4 separate regions of the Mus musculus genome follow, and all the other regions are linked to region 1. Evidence: chromatin contacts called from public HiCAR-type and HiChIP or PLAC-seq data. All regions are on one chromosome and are shown on one strand. Each heading gives the region's core, a stretch centred on a gene start, on an enhancer-like site or on the middle of the called end of the contact. The rest is flanking DNA. Distances are from core to core; before and after follow the strand shown.

What was found. HiCAR-type assays count read pairs that join an accessible place to other places. HiChIP or PLAC-seq counts read pairs in DNA pulled down with a chosen protein or histone mark.
Region 2: a contact with region 1 is called in an H3K4me3 HiChIP or PLAC-seq map of embryonic forebrain, with 3 times the contacts expected there. The contact joins the promoter of Lin37 here to the promoter of Timm50 in region 1. A contact is called at or near these places in 4 of 39 promoter capture datasets (cranial neural crest, hippocampal neurons, liver and 1 more), 1 of 484 Hi-C or Micro-C datasets (muscle stem cells), 2 of 115 datasets of contacts at active chromatin or transcription factors (astrocytes and embryonic forebrain) and 2 of 9 other capture datasets (adipose tissue and liver).
Region 3: a contact with region 1 is called in an H3K27ac HiChIP or PLAC-seq map of large pre-B cells, with 3 times the contacts expected there. The contact joins the promoter of Rbm42 here to the promoter of Timm50 in region 1. A contact is called at or near these places in 2 of 39 promoter capture datasets (hippocampal neurons and liver), 1 of 115 datasets of contacts at active chromatin or transcription factors (large pre-B cells) and 1 of 9 other capture datasets (liver).
Region 4: a HiCAR-type map of kidney shows a contact between it and region 1, with 5 times the contacts expected there. The contact joins the promoter of Syne4 here to the promoter of Timm50 in region 1. A contact is called at or near these places in 2 of 39 promoter capture datasets (cranial neural crest and liver), 1 of 115 datasets of contacts at active chromatin or transcription factors (kidney) and 1 of 9 other capture datasets (adipose tissue).

What each region holds. Positions count from the first base shown.
Region 1 is chr7:28,309,110-28,313,429 of GRCm38.p6, forward strand. It overlaps Timm50 (translocase of inner mitochondrial membrane 50), which reads right to left and starts at 2,937. Exons shown (of 11, transcript NM_025616.3): 1 at 2,816-2,937; 2 at 1,760-1,910; 3 at 1,187-1,218; 4 at 970-991. The coding sequence starts at 2,923. It overlaps Gm51445 (a long non-coding RNA gene), which reads left to right and starts at 731. Exons shown (of 3, transcript XR_003946618.1): 1 at 731-1,651; 2 at 1,981-2,039; 3 at 2,976-3,664.
Region 2 is chr7:30,557,252-30,562,217 of GRCm38.p6, forward strand. It overlaps Lin37 (lin-37 homolog (C. elegans)), which reads right to left and starts at 2,395. Exons shown (of 9, transcript NM_029377.2): 1 at 2,191-2,395; 2 at 632-707; 3 at 375-425; 4 at 14-43. The coding sequence starts at 2,224. Psenen (presenilin enhancer gamma secretase subunit) reads right to left here. Exons shown (of 4, transcript NM_025498.3): 4 at 4,614-4,883. The coding sequence ends at 4,744.
Region 3 is chr7:30,648,959-30,653,738 of GRCm38.p6, forward strand. It overlaps Rbm42 (RNA binding motif protein 42), which reads right to left and starts at 1,270. Exons shown (of 10, transcript NM_133693.2): 1 at 980-1,270; 2 at 626-761. The coding sequence starts at 1,119. It overlaps Haus5 (HAUS augmin-like complex, subunit 5), which reads right to left. Exons shown (of 19, transcript NM_027999.1): 19 at 4,750-4,780.
Region 4 is chr7:30,311,414-30,316,279 of GRCm38.p6, forward strand. It overlaps Syne4 (spectrin repeat containing, nuclear envelope family member 4), which reads left to right and starts at 3,403. Exons shown (of 8, transcript NM_153577.2): 1 at 3,403-3,673; 2 at 3,849-3,987; 3 at 4,817-4,866. The coding sequence starts at 3,546. It overlaps Alkbh6 (alkB homolog 6), which reads left to right. Exons shown (of 7, transcript NM_198027.3): 4 at 427-487; 5 at 824-975; 6 at 1,178-1,294; 7 at 2,506-2,890. The coding sequence ends at 2,769.

The sequences.
Region 1 (4,320 bases), core at 1,687-4,186:
GGTTAAATGAACACAGGAAAATCAATGGAAATATTTCAATATGTTATTCTTACTCTAGCTCTATCTGTGAGCCTGCCTCTTAAAAGACACAATGTTGAAGCCAGTTTAAACTAGTAGGCACACTTTAACCTCCCATGTCTACCTGCCCAATTTAGGTAATTTGTTTAAACCAGTGGAGAGCAGGGCATGGTGGTGTAGGCCTTTAATTCCAGCAATTGGGAGAAGAGACAAGTGGATCTCTGTGGGTTTGAGATTAGCCTGGTCTACACAGTGAGCTCCAGGACAGCCAGGGCTACATAGAGAGACCCTGTCTCAAAAACAAATAAATAAGAAAAAAAAAAGATAAAACAAGGGGGTTGGCCTCTCCAGTTAAAAGAACAGACTTACCCATCTGCCTAGCATGAACAGAGCGGTCAGTGCTTGTACATGCTGTCTGCAGACCTCCCACACAAACAGGGGCCTTTCGGACCCACAAACGTCACCTTCTCTAAGAAAAGGTCCGGTAAAAACCACAACTATTCCACTATCGAATTTATTGGAAGTCCCTTAACAAACTCTGGTAGTCGGGGTGTGTGGAGAAGCAGGGCAGAGACACAGACACAGACACAGAGAGACACTGTTTTGGAAATGAGGCATGGGTTGGAGTAGGGACTTGGGGATTTAAAAAAAAAAAAAAGGTGTTATAAAAGAGTGGGGTCAGGGGCTGCAGATGCCAAATCTAAGGCACAGAAAGCCCTGTGTCTGGGATGGACTGCTGACGCTCCCTGCCCCCATCTGTCCCTGACCATCTGCTCCAGGGCGGTGGGGCCGCGAAAGGGAGCTTTTGTCACGTCTGTCCCCTGAGCCATCTAACTGCCACACCTCGGATGGAGGAGGGGTTGGTGTATGAGACAGGCCAAGAGCACTCTACAGGAATAAACAGAGCAGCAGAGGTGGGAAGGAAGCCCAGCTCTGTGTTTAATCACTCACCGCTGTCGAATTCATCAGGAATCTGGGGAAAAAAGGAAAGGTTTGAACCGGCAGAGGCAGGAGCCCAGCACATTCAGTCTGCGAGTTCCAGGCTGAGTCCCAGAGAAGAAGGGAGAGGCTCAGTGCAGACTATAGAGAGCCTGACCCAATGGAAGGCAACCTGCCCCGCACCCTCACAGAACCGACCCCTCACACCTCTGCCTCTCACTCTCCTCACCTTGGTACCATTTTCATCCACAGGGTTGTTTCCTGCCAGGGAAGGAGACAAGAGACAAATGAAGAAAACTGGAGCCTTGGAGCAGTGTCTACTGGGTCTGGAGGGGGGAGGAGAGTGAGGGGTGGGGACTCCCCACTCAAAGGGATTATGGCTAGAGGCACAGCTCCTGGATAAAGGGAGGAAGAGGTTAGGGGTCAGGATTCCAAGTGGGCTGGGGCTGAGCTGGACACACAAGGGGAAGGTAGACTTCTGCTGCTGAGATGGACACATAGCTTCAGGCACGGTGACAGGTTATTTCTCCACCAATACGAACCGCAGTCCCTTGTCCCAGGACTGAAACCAAGCACACTGGTCTAGCCCTACTCTTCCCACCATTCCCTTAGTTCCTGAATTCAGGTACAGGGAACAACTAGAGGATAGAACTTTTAAGTACAAGGGGTCGAAGAGGACTTCTTGAATTTCAAGGTGAGTATCCTAGTTGGAGGAGCCAGGTAATGAACTGAGTATGGGGAAAGAAAGGGGGGGTTCACAGTAGAAATCTGGGGGCCAACAGTCAAGGGTTATGTCTCTCACCAAAAATATAGACGATGCTGACAGTCCCACCAGCTCCGAGCAAACCGGCGATCCAGAGCGCAATTTTTTTGGCATAGCTGGGACCCTCGGAGCCTGGCTGGTGCTGTGGCCCCTGGGCCTTGGAGCCCCCACGGTTGGCAATTTCAGTGACCTGAGTGGAGGGGGATGGAGGAGAGGTCACACAGAGAGAAATAACAGAATACTTAAATTTGTCCAAGCAGCCTCAAGATCAAGAACCAGGAAGTGGACATCCAGAGCAGAAAACTGTGTCCCTGAAGGGGTGAGTTCAGAGGCTGCTCCCCTCAGACAGTCACAACTAAACTGTCTAGAGAATCACAGGGGTTCAAGAGCTGAAAGGGCAAATTGCTCAAGGTCTTGGAAGCAATAGCACTGCAGGGTCTGGAGCCAGGAAGAGTAGGGCAAGGAGAATAAGGGATGGGTGTGTGTGTGTGTGTGTGTGTGTGCGCGCGCGCGCTAGCACAGAGATGTCAAAACTAAAGGGACAGAGGGCACCCAAGGGACAGAACGAACAGTTAAGATATCCGGATACCCAGAGCCCAAGATGGAGGGGTTTGGAAGGGAAGGAAGCAAGAGCGAGGAGAGGCAATCTCCTGTCTGGGACTTTGGGAACGGAAAGTCATGGACTTGGAGGTCAGAATGGCTAGGCTGGAACGGACGGCAGGCTGGATCCTTCCTGTTCCTCTCGCTCAAGGAGGCGATTGAAATGTCACTGGGACAGACCCTGGGTCCCTAGCGCCCTGGGCCCCACCCCCGTCAAGTATCACCTGAATGGTCACCGAGATCAGAACAGGTGACCTCTCCCGGCACCCACGTGGTTGAGACCTGGGCTCCAGGGGATGCACTCCGGGCCTCCATAATCCAGCCCCGGGGGAGCAACTGTGGTCCACACAGGAAGCATGGAAACATCGAAAACGCGGGCTCCGTCCCATTCAGCACCCTGAGGTGCGGTCTCCCAGACCCGCCGGGGTTGCCACCAGACGCCCAAAACTTTAGAGAGAAGCCCCATATCGGGGCGCGCGTCCCGGCGCCGCTCACCTGCTCGGGAGTGCGGGGAGGTGGCGGCGCTAGCCGCGTGCACAGCCCCCGCGCGCCTACCCGGAGCCCGCTCCGCAAGCGCGAGAACAGAGCCGCCGAGGCCGCCATCTTGCGCTGACGCCACGCGGCCCCGCCCACTCGCTCCCTCTCTCCCGCCCAGGCGAGGACTACGACCAATGGGATCGCTGAGGTAGTGCGTGTGGACAGGAACCCGAGAGGGACAAAAAGAACTGGGCGGAGTACCTTTGGTGCGCTCCTAGTCGGTCTTTCCTCTGGCTGAGCGCGAAATTGGAATACTGTCATCTGGCACCACGCCCCCTGGGGCCCTAAGGACCGCCACCATCCAGTCGCTCGGACTTTGCCTTTCACCTCCCATCGTTAGAAATGGACAGAGGCCCAAAAAGTGAGCTGACCCAGCATCCCTCAGTTTTTCTCACGTGGACCAGGAGGCTGAACCAGTCTTCTTTCCCGTCTCCAGATCTCTTTTTACCCCTAACGCCGTGAGTTTGTAGAAAGGACTGGAGTATCTTTCCTTTGCCCAACCACTCATTTGGATCTACCACTCATCTGGATTCAACCAAAGGAACGTTCCGTGCTGACTTGTTTAGGCTTTAGAGTGATTAAGAAAGCAGTGAATTAGGGGTGCGGGAGCCACCATGAGTCTTGCCCAAGTTGTTTTCTATTTGTTTGTTTATTCATTCCTTTATTTGTTTAATCATTTATTATTCACTCGTTCATTCACTCATTTTAAATGTATGAGTGCACTGTCTGCAGGTACAATTGCATGCCAGAAGAGGGGATCATATCTCTTTATAGATTGAACTCAGACCCTCTGGAAGAACAGCCAGTACTCTTAACCGCTGAGCCATCTCTCCAGCCCCCACAAGTTGTTTTCAATGGGAAAAAAAAAGTCAGATTTTTACACTTAAACTTTAAAAATCCAAAGTACTGCAGGGCATTGGTGGCACATGCCTTTACTCCCAGCACTGGGGAGGCAGAGGCAGGCAGATTTCTGAGTTCGAGGCCAGCCTGGTCTACAGAGTGAGCTCCAGGACAGCCAGGGCTACACAGAGAAACCCTGTCTCCAAAAAAAGACACCCACCCACCCACCCAAAAAAATCCAAAGCACTAAGATAGTAAAACTACAAAGTTGGGCAAAGGAAAGCCACACAGAATTCAGAGCTGTTATTTCTGGAGTGGAATGAAATGGATTGGGGTGCTGCTTAAGTGTGCTCAGTCAGCCTCATGCCACAGGGCGTGGTCAGAAGACAACTTTCAAGAGTCGGCTCTCAGCTTCCACCGAGAGTCCAAGGAATCAAAGTTGAGTCATTTGAACTAGGCTGTTTTCCTCACATTAACTTGGGTGAAAATGCCCGTGGTCAAAACACTGCCTTGACATGGTAAGTCTTGTTTGCCTTATATTGATATAACTGTGTGGAGGGAACATAGGTATTCATGAAATATATCTTCATTTTTTAAAAATTAGGTTTTGGGGTTTTTTTGTT
Region 2 (4,966 bases), core at 1,145-3,644, 2.2 Mb after region 1:
CCAGCCACCTTACCTTTTGCCTGTGGCAGCAATGGAACAATCCCTGCAGGGAGAGACATGGTGTCAGGAGGCTTTAATAAACAGCTGCTCAACGCTGCCCCCCAAGGTGGAAGTGACGTAGTTCAGGAACAGAGCATTTGCCTAGCATGGGCAAAAGCCCTGGGGTTCTATCGCTAGCTCTAAAAACAAACAAAAATTAACATCCTGGGGATTATTGGTACTCCTTGGGCCTTGTATCCCACCAATACCCTCCTCTAAGGTGTTAGCCACTTATACAACAGGTATCTTTGTCTATGCAAGATGGTTAGGACTCAGCAGAGAGAAAAGCTACCTAACCCAAACTCTCAGGTCTAAATCCCATCAAAGTCCCTTACTTGTTGTGCGTATCCAAGGGGGTTTTCCCAGCTTCTTCATCCAGGCGTTCCCTGGGAACAAAAAAAACACTACTGGCTTAGGGTACCAAGGACCCAGAGTGTGATGCTATTAATTAGTCTTCCCATGAAACATCCCATGGGGCACTTTTCACCCTAGGCAGCCCCTCCAGCCTCCCATCCACATCCCCCCTCCAACAATCAGAGTCAGTCCAAACAGCTCCCACCCTGTGGTTCCCCAGGCTGGACCAGGTTCCAACCTGTCCATGTGACTCTTCTCCAGCAGACACTGAAGAACGGCATCCAGCTGGTTCCGGGCTTTGGCCATCTCCATCTCTGAGGGTAGAAGGTAGGAATCAGCTCTGTGTGCGCCTCCCACATTCGCCGTGGGAGGCGATCCTACGTCCTGTCTGGTCCAGTTACTTGGAAAGCAGCTTTAGTGCCACTCAGTGGAGAGACCAACTAAAGACAGAACCAGGGTGACAGAGCCTTAGGCGGGGCCAAGGGCACAGCTGCTACCACTGCTCTTTCTCTCCAACACCTACTCAGGAATCTAGGATCTGGACACCTTCCATGGACAGCCCTTAGGGTATTCCCACTGAGGTCTCCTCGAAACCCACTCCACTCCCTGGATTCTCCCATGAGGCGTGACTAGCTGGCCCACAGGCTCCTGACTCGCTGTGGGCACTCCTTTCCCAGCCCCAGTCTCAGCTCACTTGGCTTGTGGGAGTCTGTCAATATATCCCCTCCCTACCTCGCCTTTTCCTCCCACCCAGCGCCTAGCCTCTGTCATCTTTTCTGATCCACCTCCTTTTATAATGCAGACAAAAGAACCTTCCTAAAAGAAAGCCAAGCCTACTGGGCATAATAGCATATGTCTGCTATCCCAGCACTCTGGAGGCTGAGGTAGGAGGATCAAGAGTTTCAAGGTCAGCCTCAGCAATGAAAGATCCTCTCTCAAACAATAAGCAAAAGAAAGAAAAAATACAAAGACAGACAGACAACACAACGTGGCTTTGATCTTCTCCAGCACAGAACCCTCAAGGAGTCTTCAATCCTGACTCCAGAAAATGGGGTCTGTACTCAGTCTGGCGTTTCCAAACCCACCCTTGTCCTACCTGCATAGTTGTAGTGAGGCTCCCTCCACTATATATATTTCTCTCCTCCCACCCCCAGTTCTTCACTATATAGCCTTGGGTTGGCATGTTGTTTGCTAAGTAGGTCAAACTGGCCTTGACTTCAGAGATCCGTTTGTCTCTGTTCTCCATGCCCTGGGAATAAAGGCAGCTGCCAACACGAACAGCCCTCTCTCCACTCACTGCATCTCTGAGGATGTCCACTCAAGCTTTGTTGTTGTTGTTTGTTTGTTTTTTTGCACTTTGGGGTGTACCTTTACCAACTCACTCCTTCTTCAAAAACCTCCCTAGACTACCCACTTCCCTCAAAGGAAAAGTCGAAAGTCCCTTCCCAGAACCCACAGATCTGTCCTCCTCCCCTCCCATCTCTCTGCCTCCGTTTCCTCACGGCTGCAGTCGCCCTAGCTGCTCTGCTGCCCGCTTCCTTCCTACACCCTGCCACTCCTCCCACCTTGTCTATTTATCACCCTACACCCTAGCGTTATTGGAATGCACAGCCAGTGAGGATTGATTCAGGGACACTCCACAATTGATGACTCATGCCCACTGTCAGAAATGGGGAAAGTGAGGTAGAAAAAGAAAAGGACCCTTTTTAGAGGATCCTGTCATATGGGCTGCAGAGAGATGTCGCGTACTCCGCTTTTTCACTATTAACATATCTCTCCTGGATCCCCAGTCCTCACCTGATTTCTCCACTTTCACCTTTACCGGGAACATGATTTGGGTGCAGGTCTAATGCGCTGGATCAGAAAAACTTGGAGGAGGTGTGGTTCAAAAGCTAGGCGGAAGGCGGGCAGGGAAAGGTCAAAGGTAAGTCTGGGCACCACTGGTCCTCGGGCCTGAGCACTGTCCAGCCGCGACTGCCTTGGCGGCCACTTCCCTTCTTCCCCTTCTGTAGGCGGGACCCTTTGGCAACTGCTTTTTCCCACTAGTTGATGAAAACGTCAATTTCATTTGCTGGCCAATTGACAGCCTGTACTATTGGCTCCCAGCCTTAGGCTCCACCTTCCCGAGGCCCTGTATCCGGAAACAAACCAACGACAAGCCAGGCACCTGGGGGGCGGAGGTGGGGGTTGTGATTCAAACTTCCGAGGCTCAAGACGGAGGTAATGCGCCTGCGCCGCAAGGAGCACTATGGGAAGCAAAGACTCAGACATCCCAAGGCTTTTCGGGATTTGTAGTGTTATATTTTAGTATTGCCACTAAACCTATTTCCAGCTCCTAAGTAACTATCATAGTCACTGACATCCTTCACAGGAAGATCATTCTGGAGACGGACTGGATCCTTTCTGACAGAGAGCTCGCTAGGTGTATTTCTCAGCTAACTCTCTTTCATTTAAATACTAAAAGCGCTGGGTACTCATCCACATAGTGAGGACGCTTTAACGAGCAAAACAGGCAAAAATCCTTGCTGAGAATGTGTCTTATCGTGTAGAGGATAGACGATAGTCAATAAACAAGCCAAAAATTCTAAGTGAAATGTAATGGGAACACACAAATATGTAAAAATACTCAATAGGGAACATCAAAGTGGGGACTGAGACTTTATCATTATTTATTTATTGCCTCACTCTGGCTCAGTCTAGCCTGAAGCTCATTATGTATGTGACCCAAGCTGTCTCTGAACTCCCGGAAGGCCTCCTGCCTCAGCCTCCCCAGTGTGTGATTAACACAACAACCTGTTGGGTATATGCTTTTCTTAACTTATTGGGGGGTGGGGCACACCTGTAGCAGTCAGATCACTTACAGGATTTGAGGATCAAACGCAGGTCATGACTGGCAGCAAGTGTCCCTACCATTGAGTTATCTCACTAGACTCTTTGCTGAAATTATGTTGACACAGGGTATCACTACAAACCCCAGCTGGCCTGGAAGTCACAGAAATCCACCATGCCTCTGCTTCCCAAGTGCTGTGGTTTCAGACATAAGCCACCAAAATCATGAAATATTTATTTATTTATTTTTGAGACAGGGTTTCTCTGTGTAGCCCTGGCTGTCCTGGAACTCACTTTGTAGACCAGGCTGGCCTCGAACTCAGAAATCTGCCTGCCTCTGCCTCCCAAGTGCTGGGATAAAAGACGTGCACCACCACTGACTGGCCATGAAATTTTAAATGAGAAGATCAAGATGCCAGAGAAAGGGCTTGCTCACTTGTTGAGCGCAGTAGTTAAGGGGATTCACATGGTGTCTAACAACCATGTATAATTGCAGTTCTAGAGGATGCTGATGTCCTCTTCTGGTTCCCATGGGCACTACATAAAAGTACACACACACACACACACAAAACTAAATCAAGAATAAAGAATAGGCTGGGTGGTGGCGGCGCACGCCTTTAATCCCAGCACTCGGGAGGCAGAGGCAGGTGGATTTCTGAGTTCGAGGCCAGCCTGGTCTACAGAGTGAGTTCCAGGATGGCGAGGGCTACACAGAGAAACCCTGTCTCGAAAAACCAAAAAAAAAAAAAAAAAAACAAACAAAACAACAACAACAAGAATAAAGAATAGGAAAGTCAAGGAAGCTGTCCTAAGGAAGCTCCTGGATAAGACACCTCCCTTAGAGGGAGAAATGTGAATTCTTCCTTGGCAGAGACTACCAAAGCCTAGAACAAGAAAGTGATTTTCTTGCTTGGTTTGTCAGGCTAGGAATGTTAACAGAGTGCACTGCCAGTAAACTACTGCTCCAGTTCAGAAAGTTGTGTTTTTAAATCCACAACTACCCGGCTGGAGAGGTGGCTCAGCGGGTAAGAGCACTGACTGCTCTTCTACGGGTCCTGAGTTCAAATCCCAGCCACCACATGGTGGCTGACACCCAGATGCCCTCTTCTGGAGTCTCTGAAGAGAGCACTGGTGTCCTCATATACATAAAGTAAATAAATCTTAAATTCACAACTACTAGTGCAAGATAGGGGCCCCTCAAAGTGGGAGCGTCATTTCTTTCCGAAGTAGGAAAGTTCTTATTTCAGAAAGGTACGAACAGTAGTTAATAAATAAAAATTCATACACTGGGTAAAAGCACAAAGCCTAACATGTAACACATTCAGTAAGTGCCTTTGAGTGTTAGCAATCATTTTATCCTTCTGGCTCCGAAAGATCCCAAGAACTCAATATTTAAAGTTAGGGTCCTTTATTGGGGCAGATGGGAAATGAGAAACAGATGTCTTCAGGGTCTGAGGGAAAGCCTAGAGCAGAGAAGCCTTCATCCTGGGAGAAAGAACAGATCAGCAGCTTATGAAGTTGTTAGGGAGTGCCCAGGGGAATGGTGAAGGAGAGGTAGTCCCCAAGAGCGCCCCAGCGGGGCCGGTAGATCTGGAAGATGGTGATCCAGGTGGCGAGAATGATCACCCAGAAGAGGAAGCCCACAGCTGAGCGCCAAACATCTAGAGTGAAGAACAAGGGTGAGAGAGTTGGCCTCCAGCTGCTCTGGGGGGAGCTGGACCCACCCAGGACAGCCCGTTCATCT
Region 3 (4,780 bases), core at 20-2,519, 2.3 Mb after region 1:
TCTCTGCTGGTGTTCCTCTAAATAGTTCCCCCCTGTTTCCTTCTTTCCTCGGCTTCTTTCTTACAGCTGACTATTAAGCACCTGGAATATTATCCATGAGTCTTGGGAATGACAACACAGATATACATTTTAATATTGTTTTGGTTTTTTTGTGGTGGTAGTGGGCTTAGAAAATAGGACTCTGCCAGGCTAAGTGCTCTACCACTGAACTACACCCCAAATCTGTGAATAAAAACTTTCAAGAGATTTTTTTTTTTGTTTGTTTTTCGAGACAGGGTTTCTCTGTATAGCCCTGGCTGTCCTGGAACTCACTCTGTAGACCAGACTGGCCTCGAACTCAGAAATCCACCTGCCTCTGCCTCCCGAGTGCTGGGATTAAAGGTGTGCGCCACCATGCCTGGCTCAAGAGATGTTTATATAGAATAATCTAACACTGCAGAAAGTTCTACCGGACAGGCACTGTAGAATATTAGTTTCCAATGGATTAAATATACTGTCTTGCATCCTGAGTCCCTGGCACTTAAGTGGTCATGCCAGCCAAAACATCAATCGCTGTCCATAGATAAGCCCTTATTGGGACCAAACCATTCTGTTCTCCCGACTCAAGCTGTAGCTCTCACCTTACCTGTTGGTATGTGTTGGTGGCGATAATTGGGCGGATCACAGGAGCTGGGGGGACCTGCATCGCTTCTACCGTGGGCACCGCAGGCACAGCAGTTGGGATTCCGGTCACCGGAGCTCCCAATACTTCTTGCTCAAACCTGGGGGAGCGGGACAGATACCATAGGTCAGGTCTCACCAAGCCTGAGGTGCTGGGTACTTCTCCACCGCGCCTTCATCCCAGCTAATGCCTCCCCGCATCCCTCGGGTCCCACGGCCCCTTATGGAACCACATCTCAACCTTCTGAAGACCTGGAGGCTACAGGGTTAATTGGGTTTGCCCGGGAACAGCTTTTATTTCTCCTACTCAGGGCCTTACAGGGCCATCTCCGCCTCCATTTCTTTCAAGCGTTCCTCGCCGCTCTTGCCCGGGATGCCGACACCAGGCCCCGGGACCACCGGCCCTCCCGCCACCGGGAGTCCCGGAGCCGGCCCTGCTCCGGCCATCGCTGATGCCATAGCCTTCACCGCTCCTTCCAGCAGCCGCAGCGGGTTCTACGGTCGAGTCCCTGTCGTCTCAGGGTGGGAGCCGGCCGATGACGTATGGACTACCGCGACGGATGCGCTGCGTGAGGACGTAGTTTAAGAACAGGGGCTGAGACTTGGCCACACCCCCAGAGCGAGCAAAAGCCAATTAGAGTGTCGGAAAGTCAGGGCCCCGGAAGGGCCTCTAATCTGACAGACGCGGCTGTACGGATAGGCCCCGCCCTCGTAGAGAAAGGTGGGCGAATGAGAGCGAAGCAACGTCACTTTGACCCACCCCGCTGTGGAAGCCGGAACTTTGAGGAGGCACGGAAGTTCGGAGGTCCTTCCAGAAGTTTGTAAACACTGCAAAGCCAGGGTAGGAGTCTTTTGCACTCGGTGGACAGATACACTGCCAGGGGTCAGTTCATTATTCTTTTTTTGAATAAAATTTAATTTTACTGACTACCTCCATGGTTTTCTTTTTTTCATTTTGGGGTTTGGTTTGGTTTTGAGCCCAGGTATGGAACTTCCTAGGTTGACATAGGCTTTCAAGTGCTGGGATTATGGATACAGAACAAAATATTGGCTTTTAAAAAAGATTTATTTATTATTATATCTAACTACACTGTAGCTGTCAGACACACCAGAAGAGGGTGTCAGATCCCATTACAGATGGTTGTAAGCCACCATGTTGTTGCTGGGAATTGAACTCAGGACCTCTGGAAGAGCAGTCAGTGCTCTTAACTGCTGAGCCATCTCTCCAGCCCCCCAAATATTGGCTTTTATACTAGAGATATCTAGAGAGAAGTGTGGAGGTACATGTCTTTAATCCCATAATTTAGGAGATAGCCATGCAGATCTCTGGATTTAAGGTCAATCTACAGAGCAAGTTCCAGGACAGCCAAGCTTAGGCAATGAGGGAGGTGGAAAACAGAAAGCTGGTAATAGAATGGGGTTGGGGGTGGGGTGATGTTCCAGCATGTGGCTCTGGCTTTAGAGTGAAAAAGAGAAGAGACTACTGGGACAATTGATGCTGGTTAGCTGGAGCTAAGAAATTAGCGGTGATTAAGAAGAGACCAGCTGAGCCGGGTGTGGTGGCGCACGCCTTTAATCCCAGCACTCGGGAGGCAGAGGCAGGTGGATTTCTGAGTTCGAGGCCAGCCTGGTCTACAGAGTGAGTTCCAGGACAGCCAGGGCTACACAGAGAAACCCTGTCTTGGAAAAAAACAAACAAACAAACAAACAAAAGAGACCAGCATCTGGGGCTGTAGAGATGGCTCAGCGGTTAAGAGTACCAGATGCTCTTCCAGAGGACCTGGGTTCAATTCTCAGCAACCACATGGTGACTCCCAACCATCTGTAATGGGATCTAATGCCCTCTTCTGGTGTGTCTGAAGACAGTTTTTTTTTTTTTTTTTCTTTTGGTTTTTTGAGACAGGGTTTCTCTGTGTAGCCCTGGCTGTCCTGGAACTCACTTTGTAGACCAGGCTGGCCTCTGCCTCCCAAGTTCTGGGATTAAAGGCGTGCGCCACCACCACCCGGATCTGAAGACAGCTATTATGCACTCATACACATAAAATAAATAAATCATATATATATATGTACATATATATATAAAAGACCAGCATCAGTGAGGTGAAATCTTCTGGGAAGTATTTTTCTGAGGGCACAAAGAAGCTGTGTTCCAGAGACAGCCAAGGTTGTACCTCTTGTTGCAGCAGGACTTGGCTCAGCACCATGAAGAGAGCCTATGAATGAAGCCTAGTTGCAGTCAAAGACCCCAGTGTATTGGAGATGCCATTACTGTGAGATGATTATCAAGAATGGCAGTGGCAGTGGAGTGGAGTCAACCAGAGCCTAGAGTGCTACAGAGGGGAGAGCTGGAGATGTGACTCAAGCCTTTTGGAGGAGCCCAGATCATGTGTGGATCCCAGACACTGGAACAAGAAGCTGTAACACTGAAGTTGCGTTGGAGATCCCAAGACATTCAAGATGCCAGAGCTGTGGGATATATGCTGAGGAAAGCTGCTAACAGGGAGTGGATCCAACCCATGAGAAAGAAGTTTGTGGCAGTCAACAAAGATGAAAAAGGAATTGGGGATCTGCAGACTGCTTTGACATTAGCCATGGAAATGCAGCGTTTGGAGTTTGCCCAGCTGGTTTCCTGTCTTGCTTTGGGGATTACACTTAAGTGACTGGATAAATCTCAGAAGGGACTTTGAACTTTTAACATTGTTGGGACTGCTATAGACTATGGGGGCTTTTGAAGTTGGACTAACTGTGTTTTGCATTATGCTATGTTTAGGTATGGCCCCCATAGACTCATATGTTTGAACAAGCCTATGAGGACCTGGGAGTGGAATATGGTAGTATGAATAGTAGCACTATTAGGAGGCATGGCCTTGTTGGAGTAGGTGTGGCCTTGGAGTAGGTGTGTCACTGTGGGCTTTAAGACCCTTATCCTAGCTGCCAGGAAGCCAGTCTTCTAGCAGCTTTCAAATGAAGATCTAGAACTCTCAGCTCTACTTGCACCATGCCTGCCTGGGTGCTGCCATGCTCCCACTTTGATGATAATGGACCGAACCTCTGAATCTGTAAGCCAGTCCAATTAAACATTGTCCTTATAAGAGCTGCCTTGGTCACCGTGTCTGTTCACAGCAGTAAAACCCTGAGACATACTCCTGGGACAAACTACAAATAGCTCCGATTTAAACATAAAAAATAAAAACTGTACAAATTTTAAGACCAATGTTGGAGTCTGAAACAGCCCACGCAGGTTCATGTTTGGACACTTGGTCCCCAAATGGTGGTGCTGTTTTGTGAGGTACGTGAGCCTTTGCGACGTGGTGTCTGGCTGGGAGGGAGTTGCTGGCAGCCAGTCCTGAACACTGTATTTATTTTGGTTTCTACTCCGTATCTTCAGATATAGTCCAGATGCGGATATGAAAAAGCAACACCTTCCGCTCCTACCACCACAGAGCTACTGTGCCTTCCCTGCCAGGACACACTGTAGTCTCTAAATGTGAGCAAAAATAAACCTCTCATATGTTGCTTTCATTATTTTGTTGAAGCTTTTGAAAAGGAATCAAGGCGATCTCGTAATACAAACACTTAAGTAGGGGTGGTGGAGGCAGAAAGCTCATGAGTTGAAGGCCAGCCTGGGCTCCAGTCACAGACTAAGAAAACAGAACCTTAGAGGACACTGCCATCTCTTGACCTGCCCCTACACAGGACTCTATTCTGGCAAGGCACTGTGCTACTGTGCTCCCTGATCACCTTGCCAGCAAAGCTCTGCTCGCAAAGTCTCCCTCCCACATCCTTACCCTGCTTAATGTACCCATGGCAATTAAGTTCCGCTGTACTTAAGTCATCCTCCGTGCCAGCTGGCTACCTCACTCTCCTAGGCCACTAGTTCCCTGAAGGCAGGGGCTTTGGTCCATTGTACTTGATCTGCTGAGGAGGACAGTGAAGCAGCCACTTTAAGGTGCATGATCCAGAGTACACCTTTTCTCTTTCTCTTGGCTTTAGTTGGAAGGGCAGTGCAAGGCCTGGGAGAAATCATAGAATGGCAGCCAGAGAGGAACTGCAGGTCTGTGTCAAGACAAAGTTGATAAAACTGGGCAGTGCTTTCTTTGAAATGCTTTATTGAGGGAGA
Region 4 (4,866 bases), core at 2,153-4,652, 2.0 Mb after region 1:
GCCATTCTCAGTTTTGTGGAGATTTTGAGAGCAGTCTTGGATACATGATACTCTTTCCCCACTCCCCCCAAATCTGGGCCTATACTACACCAAGAGTAAATTCCCATTTGCAGCTGTGGGTGCAATCTGGATAGAACATCTGTTACCCCATTGATTACCAAAGTTGAATCAACTGATCTGTCTGGCTTGGCAAGTGTCCCCGTGCTTCCCCACACCATCATGAGTCTCCTTCTCAAAGCTAAACTCTTGATAAAACAACCTGCCTGGATAGAGGAGGACCATCTTTCGGTCAAGATGATATGAATAGCTGCTCTCCCCAACTTGAACCCCCAGACAAGCTCTAGGTAGCCCATTTTCACTCCACATAAAGGCCCTCGTGTTGGCATGGGCAGGAAAGTCCTGAAAACCCCATTCCTTGCCTCCTAGGTTTTCAATGCCCCAAAGCCAAAGTGGACCCAGCTGTCTGGGAGGAAGCTTCAGAACTGGGGTAAGTGTTCCTAGCTAGAGAATATGATTGGGCAAAGACGAGAAGAACTCAGGTTCAATGGTTTCAAAACATATGAGGCTATCACCAAGGCTCAGGGGTCCCAGAGCAAGGAGGATTCAGAGGTTGGTGATGGTCTTGAGGGATTTAGGCATCTATTAGTTGGTTGGGAGTATCTCTAAGAGCCAAGTGCTTTGAAGGAAACTCCAGAAAGATCCAGAGGCAATCTCCAAAACTCAGTGGGTAGAGATGCTTCCAACCAACTGGAATATCTTTAATGGGGGTACCAGATTCCAAGACTCTGAATGAATCCCTTCAAACCTCCATTGCACTCTGCAGGTGGGCTCCCGCATCCTCGGGGGATGGTCCCTGAGCGACTCCCTCCATGGCTTCAACGCTACGTGGACAAAGTGTCTGACCTCAGCCTTTTTGGGGGTCTCCCAGCTAACCATGTCCTTGTGAACCAGTATCTGCCTGGGGAGGGCATCATGGTAACCGCACATCCTCATCCCAAGTTCCCCTGCTAAGTACCTCCCCCAGATCTCCAGGTCATTAAGAGGAGGCTAGCCATCATGTTTGCCTGCCCTCACTCCACACACTCCACCTAGGCGCGGTCCTCCCTGTCCCAGCTTGGGAACTCCACTTTGACTTAGTGGAGTGGCGTAGGCTCCCTGGTGCCCCCTTCCTCCCCAGCCTCATGAAGATGGACCACTGTACTACCCAACTGTCAGCACCATCAGCCTGGGCTCCCATACTGTCCTCGATTTCTATGAACCTCGACAGCCAGACGATGATGTCCCTATGGAGCAGGTGGGTCCTGAGCTGATGCCCCGGGCATTTGGGGGCATTCTAGCGTCTGACATCCCATATGCTCCAGGACAGTCTGATCCTACCTGTATTTAGAGTATTCGTGACACCCAGACATGCTCCCCTGTCCCTTGTTGGGCATCCCTGCTTTCTCCCAGATAGCCAACCCATACCCATCCAATCTGTTTGTACGGTGCCCCAGCTGCCATGATACCCAGGGATACCGATACATACGTCGCCATGGTATTGGATGGCTAAGGCTATGGATGACCTGTGACCCTCCCTCAGACCACTTGAGCTCAACACGGTGTTCCAACAAAGTTTTTTTTAGAAACTACTGTTTACTTATTTTTGTGAACAGATGTATGTAGCCCAGGCTGGCCTCACGTTTGCCATCTTTCTGTCCCATCCTCCCAGTGCCAGCGTTGTAAGCGTGTGCCCCCGTGCCTGGCTCCAATGCATATTCTTGACATCCTCAAGATATCCCACTGTGTCATTCACTCATGTGTGCCCCTGTGTCCTCCTAGACTGTACAGGGCACCTTAATACCAGCGTCCTGAAACTCTAGTCATATGCTCTATCACCTCTAGATTCCCCTTAACCTCACACGGCTCTTTTGGGGACACCCTTATCTCTGACTGCTAGCTCTTAAGTCATGCATTCTTGATACCCCAGTGTTCATAGAGTCTTCCTCCAACTCTCCGAACACCCTGGCCAGATGTTAGCTCCACTCCCTAAAGTTCCGTCTTTTCCATCTCTTCTACCCAGGCAGGCTTGCTGTAATACCATTCCTGAGTAAAGCCTCCCTAACAGCCAGAGTCCCGGGATAGGCCATTCCCTTTAACCTCTGTATTAGAGCCTGACCCCAGCAGTGCACCCCCAGATTAGCTCTGCGTAAGTATCCCTAGGACTGCCCATGTCTGTCCCAGCCCCTCAGATGCCAGCTGAAGCTCCCACAATGTAGTAGCCCTTTATGTCTTAAAATGCAGCATAGGCCCTGTCTCCTCCCAAAGAACTGGACACACACACACACACACACACACACACACACACACACACACGGCGGGCCAATAGTCTTGTCCCCAGAACCTATAGATTACCACTCCTGAGGGCCTGCTGACCCTTGTCCCCTGACCAGCTACGGATGCCCGCTGACTTTTCACACACTCCCAAACTCTGGATATCCATTTACCATTATCAACTGATTCCCGCAGCCCAGGCCTCCTCAACGGCCCATCACCTCGCTGCTGGTGGAACCACGGAGCCTGCTGGTGCTCCGGGGCACAGCTTACACACGCCTGCTCCACGGCATCTCAGCTACCCGTGTGGATGAGCTGGACGCCACCTCGCTGCCACCCAATGCCACCGCTTGCAAGTCAGCGCTGCCCGGAGCCCACCTGGTGCGCGGCACCCGTGTCTCACTGACCATTCGCCGCGTGCCCCGTGTGCTGCGCGCCAGCCTCCTGCTGAGCAAGTGACCACCAGGTTCTAAGACCTTGGAACCCTAGGGCAGAGGTAGCTGTCCAGGGTTATTTATTTCCCCAGTAACTATGGAAACCATGGAGAAGACACCATTCCAAATAAACAGAAAATACCTTTACTCGTTTTGGATTTTTTTTTTTTTAACTAGATGGGAAGAGATACTTCAGTTTCTTTCTCTCTGCCCCCCCCTCCCCCTTCAATACTGGAGATAGAACCTAGGGCTTCTTGGATGCTAGACAAATGCTGTACCACTAAACTACAACCCAGGCAACAATTGCATTATTTTTTAGTTTTGCAATAGGGCTTCCATAAGTTGCCTAGGCTGGCCTTGAACTTGAGACCAGCTTGCCTGAGGTGACAGGCTTTAGCTGCCAGGTGCTGGGACTTTTTTTCAGTATCCTTATACCTGAGACTTTAAATGAATGGGACGGGCCCTGAGACACAGGTGTCCCTGAAGGTGACAGGATCCAAGGTCTTGAGATGGGTGACGTTTTCTCTCAAAGCCCCACGATGGCGAGCGGGTGGTATTGGAAGGTTTAGGTTCTCCTGCTGGGGAGGAAGGAGTTAAATGCCTCCGCACCTCAGCCAGGCATCAGATTTCTCTAGTCCAGGTTCTTCCAGGAAGGGGTGGAGCTAGGCTGGCCCCTGGGCCCCTCAGTAGCCTCGGACTTAGGCTGTGAGTCCTGCTGAGAAAGCATGGGGGTCTGGACTGTCTAAGAAAGCGGCTGCTGTTACTGGACATCCTCACCTGACGATCCCCAAGTGCACGGCCATGGCCCTGGTTCCACCTCTTGGCCGTGAATTCCCGCCAGAGCCTGTGAATTGTCCCCTGGCAGCTCCTAGAGAGCTGGATGTTGTCGGAGGGACCATCTGCCCTGCACCTGAGGAAGAGACAAGCAGGTGGGGACTGGGGCTTGATAGTGGTTCCGAAGGAGGGAGGGAGGGAGGGAGGGGTCTGTGGGAAGGGCCATGTGTGACTGACTGAAGAAGGACATGGAGAAAAGTGGGCATATGGTGAGGTGGAAAAGGAGACACTGTGCCTCACAGGTGGCCCATCAACCTTTCTCCTCTCTAGGCCAGAGCAGGTCCAGGCCTCCTTGGGCCTGCCTGAGCATTGCATGGGTGAACTGAAGAGCACTGAGTCTGCCACCAGCCCCTCAAGACTCCCCCTGGCCTCTTCCCATGAGCATCAAGACGGGGGCAAGCCCTGTGAGGTGAGCTGAGCACACCCTCTGTTCCAGTCCCACTTCCTGTCTGTCCCCCGGAATCTGCCCCTTGCTCAGATGATATGATTCTGGGGGGTGCTGTGGAGGAAGGGACACCGTAAGGACATCTGGTTGCCAATCAGTATTTCACTTATTTTTAATCGTTTTGTGTATTTACTCTGTGTGCCTAAGTGTGAGCAGGGATACAGGCACATCATGCGTGCCGGTGCCAGTGTCTCTCAGTCACTTTCCACTATGTGACAGAGTCTCCCATTGAACCTGGCTAGGGTGGCTGGTGAGTGAGCGCCACGAATCTGCCTCCAGTCACTGACCAGCCGGTGCCACATGCTTGGTTCTTTGAGCACTTGCTTGTACAGCAAACATTTTATCAACTGAGCCATCTCCCCGGTTCCCCCGACCTCCTTATTTGAGATATGCTTTCACTGTGTAGCTCAGGCTGCCCTTGAACTTTCAGTTCTCTTGCCTCAGAGAACTGGAGTTACATTTTATCATCTCCAAGCTGGACATATTTCCACGTTTTACCAAGTAGGAAATGAGAATTTTATTAATAACCCCATTCCTTTTGGGGGTACTCTGCTCCATTATCCTTCCTAGTTTAGACCCATATAAAGACCTTTCTAGAAGGCTCGGGAACCTGGAAATCTTAAATTAGATGTCTTCAGCCTTGGTGTAAAGGGCTGCCAAGTGGGAGCAGCCCAAATGTTGGTTCTCGAATGGGTGTGGCTTCAGAGAAACATCCACAAGGCAGCAGCCTGCTTGGGAGTAGGGGTAGTGTCTTGGCCCATTGGCCCTGATTTTGGTCCCCTGGAATCTCCAGCACTCTGACTCTGGTTTGGAAGTACTAGAAGCTGAACAGGACAGTCTACA